Regions from separate parts of the Triticum aestivum genome. Here region 1 is linked to region 2. The links are chromatin contacts, called in public Hi-C maps. All regions are on one chromosome and are shown on one strand. The core of a region is the stretch at or near the end of the contact, and the rest is flanking DNA. Distances in the headings are between cores, read along the strand shown. Region 1 holds the start of LOC123049097 (ethylene-responsive transcription factor ERN1-like). Region 2 holds the start of LOC123049096 (beta-hexosaminidase 2).

The links. Hi-C and Micro-C count contacts between places; a contact is called where the count stands out from the background.
Region 1: a Hi-C map of leaf shows a contact between it and region 2, with 4 times the contacts expected there. The contact joins the promoter of LOC123049097 here to the promoter of LOC123049096 in region 2. A contact is called at or near these places in 2 of 5 Hi-C or Micro-C datasets (both in leaf).

The regions. Positions count from the first base shown.
Region 1 is chr2D:156,568,619-156,573,084 of IWGSC CS RefSeq v2.1, forward strand. LOC123049097 (ethylene-responsive transcription factor ERN1-like) reads left to right here and starts at 2,202. Exons shown (of 1, transcript XM_044472087.1): 1 at 2,202-3,617. The coding sequence starts at 2,528. The coding sequence ends at 3,448.
Region 2 is chr2D:156,206,943-156,211,293 of IWGSC CS RefSeq v2.1, forward strand. It overlaps LOC123049096 (beta-hexosaminidase 2), which reads left to right and starts at 1,382. Exons shown (of 2, transcript XM_044472086.1): 1 at 1,382-2,219; 2 at 2,385-3,569. The coding sequence starts at 1,415. The coding sequence ends at 3,328.

The sequences.
Region 1 (4,466 bases), core at 952-3,451, 360 kb after region 2:
ATCTCCTCCAAGTTTCCTCCAATTTCGAGAACTTTTATTTCTGCACAAAAATAGCACCATGGTAGTTCTGCTGAAAACAACGTCTGTCCGGATTAGTCTCATTCAAATCATGCAAATTAGAGTCCAAAACAAGAGCAAAAGTGTTTGGAAAAGTAGGTACGTTGTAGACATATCAGCCGCTACGCCACATCCCTGCCGGAACACAATAGGATTCGGAGACCTTGTGCGAGGTGATGACTTGTTGTGTCATCATGCACAACATGATCGTGGAGGATGAGGGTGAGGATGCTTCCGCAACTCTTGAATTTGAGAACATGAGTGATCTTATTGAACTACCAAATCAGAATTTGACCACATTTGAAGAGTTTGCTCAAATGCATTAATAAATTCGGCATCGAATGCAACTCACGAGCAACTGAATGAAGATCTAATTGAGGATCTATGGGCGGTTAAGGGGGAGAACAATGTTGGAATTTAATATTTGATTTAAAAAAATAGAACTACCTCTACATTTGAACATTTGAACAATTCTAGACTATACTCCCTCTGTCCGAGAATAAGTGTATTTCTACATTTTGTCCTAAGTCAAAGTTTTAAAATTTTCACCAACTATATAAAAAAGTATTAACATATATACCATCAAATTGGTATATACTGAAAGCATATTTCAAAATGGATATACCGATACTAATTTAGTGTCATAAATGCTGCTACTTTTCTCTACAAAGTTGGTCAAAGTTTAAAACACAGACAAAAGCTAGACATACACTTGTTCGTGGATGGAGGGAGTATATGCGGCTATTTGAGCGCGCAGACTAAAATCTAGACATACACTTATTCGTGGTCTTGTGGACGGAGGGAGTGTATGCGGCTATTTGAACACGCACACTTAAAATAGAATTGAGGCCGGACATATGCGGATAGCGTTGGATGTCCGGCTGCAGCATACGTATCCGCGGACTGGTCCCTGTCCGCGGACGGATGCGCGAGCAAATTTACGGGCCAGCATTGAAGATGCCCTTAACCTCTTTTTTATTTTAAAAAAAGAAGCTCCGAAGAGGTCCTGAGTTACGAGCCATTGTAGATGTTTTCATCACTAATGCAACATGATAAACAGTTTGGGGCCAGGGAGCCTGCTGCGTGACAAGTGTATGATGTTCCACATGTCTCCAAGGAGATGCCATCATCCAAAAACTGAACTAGCCAGGGACACGCCCACCTCATCCCGTCGAGACCAAAGACTTGGCAGATGGCGAAGATGTCAAGCGACTCCGATGCATAAAACAAAAGCCAGGCGGCGCGGTTGCTGAAAAGTTGTTTTTCAGCCGCTTGTACAGACGCCACTATCATCATTGCCTCGAAGGCCGCCAAATGGCAGGCTCTCGACTCGGTCTGTGCAGCGTTTTGACTACATAACCACGGATTAAGGACGAACCGGTCTAATCAGTGGCCCTAAAGTTTACGGTTAGTGGCTGACGCATGCTGGTGAAGACCTACTAGTAGTAAATCACCAGGAGATGTAGACCCCTTGACCCTTCCATCCAAATTAGAGTGGGAACATGGTCACATGAGTAATCATCTTAGGCATCTTGCTTGCTTAATTAGTTGCCGGCTTGTTCAGTCAGTGGTCAGTACCATGTTGATGAGGAACTGGTAAATCTCTGTGAGGTTAGACCCCTTGACTGAATTAGTCAAGTGGGAGGATGTTAAAGATGGTAAAGATTGCCATGGGTTTTTGCTTGCTTGTATGCGCGTACATACTCCCTTCTTCCGAAAATACTTATCAGAAAAATGGATATAACTATATATATTTTAGTTATAGATATATCCATTTTTAGACATTTCTTTGACAAGTATTTCCGGCCGGAGGGGGTATTTTATCGGAGAAAGTGAGAAATGGCATTCACTGTCTAAACTCGAGTGAAATGACATGACTTGATGCGGTACAATAATATTAAGCTGCATTGAGTATTTGGGTTAATTGTTAGAATATATACAGGGTCTTTCGTAAGTATATGTTCAATTAAGAACAAAAATCGCAGAAAATACAAAAGGTCAATTATAGTGCTGATGCACTAATTTTGTCTTGAAAGGCGTGGTGATGCACTACGACCACCACCAATCCCTCAACCTAGTGATTCCACCACAAAGAAGAAGCTAACTAAAATACAGAAACAGAAAGCACTGCATTTGCTACTTTCCTTGCAGACAATATATGGAAACACACCAAACCGAAGAGACAAACATGACATCCCAAGGCAGAGTAGAGTAACATACATTCATATGCCACGACCATAGCTCCACTTTGACCACGATTGACTAATAACCAGCCCTGAAAGTAACCCCACAGGGGAGGGATCACCACCAATACATTCCTCCTCCTATCTGAAAATTTCAAACCATCCCCAAAGCCCCTATAAATCCTCCCATTTGCCCAGCAACCAGAGCAAACACTCTGCAGACACCTGTCTCCTCCTCCCCTCACACCTCCTCCAGCACCACTTAAGCCAAAGCAACCCGAGCGCACATGGAGCTCCACTTCCAGGTGCAGCCGCCGGTGCTCCAGCTGCAGGACTACTGCTACTACTACCAGCAGCAGCAGGAGGCCGCCGCCGCCGCCGCGCAGGCCAAGCCCACCAAGCCGCGGGGCCGGAAGAAGGGCAGCACCAGCCACAGCAAGTTCGTCGGCGTCCGCCAGCGCCCCTCGGGCCGCTGGGTGGCCGAGATCAAGGACACCACCCAGAAGATCCGCATGTGGCTCGGCACCTTCGAGACGGCCGACGCCGCCGCCCGCGCCTACGACGAGGCCGCCCGCCTCCTCCGCGGCGCCGAGGCGCGCACCAACTTCGCCCCGCGCATCTCCCCGGACTGCCCGCTCGCCGTCCGCATCCGGGGCCTCCTCCACCACAAGAAGCTCAAGAAGGCCAGGCTGCCCGCCGCGTCCGCCAAGATCCCCGGCCCCTCCTCCACGCCCGCCGCTCCCGCCGCATACGCCACAAGCAATAGCAACAGCAACAGTAATAGCATGGATGGCGCTTGTGGGGGCGCCAGCAGCAGCAGCAGCAGCAGCAGCAGCGCGGTCAGCTGCGACGGCGCCACGAAGCAAGGCGGCGGGGCGCCGGACGCCGGGGAGGTGTACAGGCCGGACTTGGCTGCTCCCGTCGCCGGTGCCGAGGAGCTGGAGTCTTGGATGTTCGAGTCGTCGTTCGGCCAGTTCCCGGCGCTGGACGGGTTCGCCGCCGTCGACGCCTGCACGCTACCAGCCGCGTCCCCGGAGGAGACCAGCGTCGCCCCCGCGGCCGGGATGGTGGAGTTCGAGCGGATGAAGGTGGAGCGGCGGATCTCGGCGTCCCTGTACGCCATGAACGGCCTGCAGGAGTACTTCGACAGGGTGTTCGAGGCGTCCGCCGGCGACCCGCTGTGGGATCTCTCGCCGCTCTGCCAGTAGCCTGGCTTCTTCCTCGCCCCGTCGCCGTCGTCGCCGTCGTTCTTGCTCTTTTGCCTCCTGGGTGTTGGGGGAAAAGGCCCCGGGTGTATGTGTGTACGCATGTCAACTTGGTTTTTGGGTTTCGCCAGGCAGTGCAGTGTAAAGAGGAAGGGGGTTTCTAGATTCCAAATCTGCTCTCCATTCGATGCATTTTTGTGTGCAAAATGCTCCAAATTTGTTGTGTGGTTTAGCAGACTGAATTTCATGGTGTAGTTTCAGTTCTCGAGATTTGTTCGGCCATGGATGAGAAATCGGCATGTTCTACTTCAGTTTCTGGTAGTTTCAATGGGGTTGTCCATCAGATTGCGGTGTTGCATGCAGGAAACCTCGATTGAGCAATGGCTCATGGCTGCAAATGGATGGTGAATCCTCGTGTTGTTGGTGTATGATCAAATGAGCCGAACTAAAATACCGCAAGGTTTTCTTCCTGCATTTGCCATTCATCAGTTGCTTCAAATTGCAATTTAGACCAGCCGATTTTGCGCGAAATCTCAAGCTCGAAGACGGGGGCACCGCGGCACTTGGAACGACCCGTCGGCGGCCTCGCTGGTGGAGGGGAGTCAGAGGTTGACGGGTCCGGGTGTGGGAGGGGGGAGGGTCGGGGTTTAGAGGAATGACTGAAGGTGGCAAGGCATGCACCGCTGATGGTGTCGTTTGGCGGCAGCAGGGGGAGGAAGAATATACCGACAACAAAGTTTTTTCCGGACAACTCACAATTAGAGCATCTCCAGCCGTTGAGCCCCCACGAGACATTTTTTTTCGCCACTTGGGGGGCTGCTGACGGAAATTTTGGCTTGAGGACGATTTTTTTTCCAGCCGTGTCCACCCCCAAGCGAGGAACGACACAGCGAGCCTGCGCCCTCGCCCGCCGCGTCCGCCGTCCAGGCCGCGCCCTCGCCCGCCGTCCAGGCCACGGCTGCCCCATCCGCGCCCGCCCTAGGCCACGTCTGGCTCGGCCTCGCCCCGAGCTCCTGCAGCA
Region 2 (4,351 bases), core at 132-2,631:
ATACATCATGTACATTTTTTATATACATGTTTAACATTTTTCAAATGCATGATTAATACTCCCTCCGTCCCAAAATAAGTGACTCAATTTTACACCAACTTTGTATTAAAGTTAGTACAAAGTTGAATCACTTATTTTGGGACTGAGGGAGTATTACACACACACACACACACACACACACACACACATGTTTTGGTGTATATTTTTCGTACACATTATACAGTTTTCTTATACATTATATACATTTTTCTATACACGTTTAACATTGTTCTAATGCGGATTAATGTTTTTCAACATTTATATATACATTAATTTTTGCAATAGATATATTCACAATATTTGCAAATACAAGCAGAAGTACAAAAACAAAAAACAGAATGAAAAAATGTAAAAAAAAGAATTAAAAACACTCGAAGCCTTTTTTTAACCGGGCTTACCCCTTTTCATTACAAGAACGAAAATACAACTGTTTCAGCAACATTCAGGAGGAGAGGAAAGAGAGGTAGCGAGTCCAGCACACTGCCAGGAAACCCACCGCACTTGCTCGCCATCGAAACGAGTACTATTGGGCGAAAACCTGACAGCAAAAGCACTCAAAGCCTGTCCGCACTGGGTGGCCCAATCGGGCATCTGAAGCGGGACGTCCTTCTGTCTCGCGTCAGGCGAGACATACCCTCTTTACCACCCAAAATCGACTGACATGCAACGATTTTTCAGTCGCCTGTGAGCTAGCAAATCCGGGCAAACTAGATTAACAGAATCAAGCACAGCCGTGAAAGTAGTAAAAGACCGCTCAGTTTGTGCCTGTTTCGCCTATGCAATTTACTTTCTGAACCAACAAGGCTAGCTGCTAAAATAAAGCCAAGCCTGGTTCGTCTACCACCATATGGCTCATGCACACTGCGCTACTTCACCTGTGACGGCATTAAAATAGCAGACGTGTTATAGTGTTCGCCTACGGATCTTATTATAGTATACAATCAGCAGGCCGTACACTGTCTGATTAGTGATTACGTCTGCCTAAACTTGTACTAGCAATAAACTACTACTGCCGTTGCAGCCATTCCACTACATCGTTTAGGCCAAGAAACCCAATAGAAAACGTGTACTCGTCGCAGTCTACCCGGCATACATAAGGCATAACGCCGGCATCGTATATACAGTATGAGATAATACGCCACGAAACAGTAGTTTTCAGAAATGGACGAACGGTAAGGCGCCCTGAAAGAGCCACTTGGAGCCTTGTGATAAGCGCGCGCGTAGATGACAACAACACGCCGAGCGATGCCGTTAATCACATAGCTAAGCAACGTCTTATATAAATCGAATGGCGCATTGATGCATACACCCATCCATCAAGGCATCTGCCAATCATACGGTGCAGCGGCACAGAGCAGCTCGAGCCAAAGCACAAATGGCGGCGAAGGAGGCCTTTCTCGCCGTCGTCCTGCTCCTGTCCTTGCTGAGCTCGCCGCTGCCGTCGGGCGCCCAGGCATCGGTGTTCCCCGTCAATGTCTGGCCCAAGCCGACGTCCATGTCCTGGGCAGAGCCTCTCGCCGCCATACCGGTGTCCGCGTCGTTCCGCATCGTGGGGACGTCCGGGAACAGCCCGTACCTCGTCTCCGCCACGCAGCGCTACACCGCGCTGCTCTTCGCCGAGAGGTACAGGCCCATCGTGCGGCCGGCGGTCAATGTCACCGCTGGGGGCCCCGCGCTCCAGAGCCTGACCGTGTCCGTGTCCGACCTGTCCGCCCCGCTCCAGGACGGCGTGGACGAGTCCTACGAGCTGGAAATCCTCCCCACGGGCGTGGCCACCATCACGGCGGCCACGGTGTGGGGCGCCATGCACGGGTTGGAGTCGTTCTCGCAGCTCGCGTGGAGGGGCCGGCAAGGGGAGCTGCTGGTGGCCGCCGGCGTGCGCGTGGAGGACAAGCCTTTGTACCAGCACCGTGGCCTGATGCTCGACACCGGGAGGACCTACTTCCCCGTCGTCGACATCCTGCGGACCATCGACACCATGGCGGCCAACAAGATGAACGTGTTCCACTGGCACATCACGGACTCGCAGTCGTTCCCCATCGAGCTGCCGTCCGAGCCGATGCTCGCTGAGATGGGCGCGTACGGTGAGGACATGAGGTACACCGTCAAGGACGTCCAGCGCATCGTCGAGTTCGCCATGAGCCGCGGCGTCCGCGTCGTGCCGGAGATCGACGCACCTGGTAAGCAAGCTGACACGGCTGCTATTGCCCCCGCAAAAAAAAAGAGAGAAAAAACATGGCTGCTATTTTCCCATTCGGCCCACTAAGCAATGCGCTGACACGGCCCAGTTTCTAAGGTAATACGGCCCAGTTGATGAACGAGCTAATCTGTTGCCATCGTTTCAGGCCACACGGCGTCGTGGGCCGGCGCGTACCCGGAGGCGGTCTCCTGCGCGGGCAAGTTCTGGCTGCCGGACGCGAGCGACTGGGGCAGCAGGCTCGCGGCCGAGCCGGGGTCCGGCCAGCTGAACCCGCTGGAGCCCAAGACGTACGAGGTGGTGGCCAACATCATCAACGACATCACCTCCATGTTCCCGGAGGGCCTCTACCACGCCGGCGCCGACGAGGTGACGCCGGGATGCTGGGAGACGGACCCGTCGATCCAGGCGGACATGGAGAAGGGCGGCACCCTGAGCCAGCTCCTGGAGCGGTACGTGCGCGCGGTGCACCCGCACGTGGTGTCCAAGAACCGCACGGTGGTGTTCTGGGAGGACGTGCTGCTGGACGTGGAGGTGAACGTGAGCTCGTCGGTGATCCCGCCCGCCACCACCATCCTGCAGACGTGGAACAACGGGGCCAACAACACGAAGCTGATCGTGCAGGCCGGTTACCGCGCCATCGTCTCCTCGGCCTCCTTCTACTACCTCGACTGCGGCCACGGCGACTTCGTCGGGAACAACAGCGTGTACGACGACCAGAGGAGCGACTACAAGACGGACGGGGGCTCCTGGTGCGGGCCGTTCAAGACGTGGCAGCGGGTGTACGACTACGACATCGCGTACGGGCTCACGGCGGAGGAGGCCAAGCTGGTCATCGGCGGCGAGGTGGCGCTGTGGACGGAGCAGGCCGACTCCACGGTGCTGGACGCCAGGATCTGGCCGCGGGCGTCGGCCATGGCGGAGGCGCTGTGGTCCGGCAACCGCGACGCGTCCGGCCGGAAGCGGTACGCGGAGGCCACGGACAGGCTCAACGACTGGCGGCACCGCATGGTGGGGCGAGGGATCCGCGCCGAGCCCATCCAGCCGCTCTGGTGCCGCACGCGCCCCGGAATGTGCGACCTGGTTCGATGAGGGCCCGACAAGAAGCGGCGCGTGCGTACGCGCCGTTGCGTGTGCCAACTCTGAGCATTACCTTTCATTCATATTGAACGTGTCAAACTAAATTATGTAAGTGAGCTAAAGCATGTATGGTGTTTCCTTTTTGTTGTGTGATTGTGCCATTTTTTTGTCAATTTGTTCTTTGTTTGTAAATGTGAAGTGGACGGCATGTCATGTTGCCCAATGCGCAGTTGTACCTTCTTCAAAGCCGGGCTTTTTCATGGGACCCATTCGCCAAATGAGTTGCTTTGTACCGAGGCTTGATTTGATTAAAGTAATGCCAAGTTGTTTGTGTCAATCAACCTCTACTTTTTCCTCCGGGAATTTCTTCATTATTGCTTATTTGGAGATATCACATGGACAATAGAGTTTTCTTTAGCCCAATAGAGCTTCCTTTGTTGTGAATGAGATGCGTTTCATACTGCAGCATGACATCGGCTGAAGTGTAAAAAAAGACATAGGATGAAGTGAACGCCGGAAAAGAATATCTAAAATTCTCAGGGCTCCTTTGATTCAAAGGATTTGCATACCAGTTTTAGGGGATTAATCCTTATAATCTTTTCCTAGTTGGTTATTCGATTCATATGATTGAATCATATATATAAATTTTCTCTAAGAAATTCTTTGAACTACTTAGAAAGAGTCCTTTGTTTTTCCTATGTTGCAATTAAACAACCCAAAATCATGTAGGATTGAGATGTTTTGACCTTCTAATCCTATGTTCTTTCTATTCCCATGTTTTTAGAATCCCGTGAATCAAAGAGGCCCTTGCAATTGCATGTTAAAGGCGACTCGAAATGTGGATCATCAAAATGGAACTTCTTAAATGTGTGTGGGGATAGGGCGGAGGCAATCCATCAACGGGTACCGAATGTCCGCTTTCAATTTATTTTTTTAGACCCGAACTATTCTAAACAATCAAAGATATAATAACATGTTCTTACAATTGAAAGATAAATATTCGAATGCAATAATAATTTGAATTAAAAAAATCCA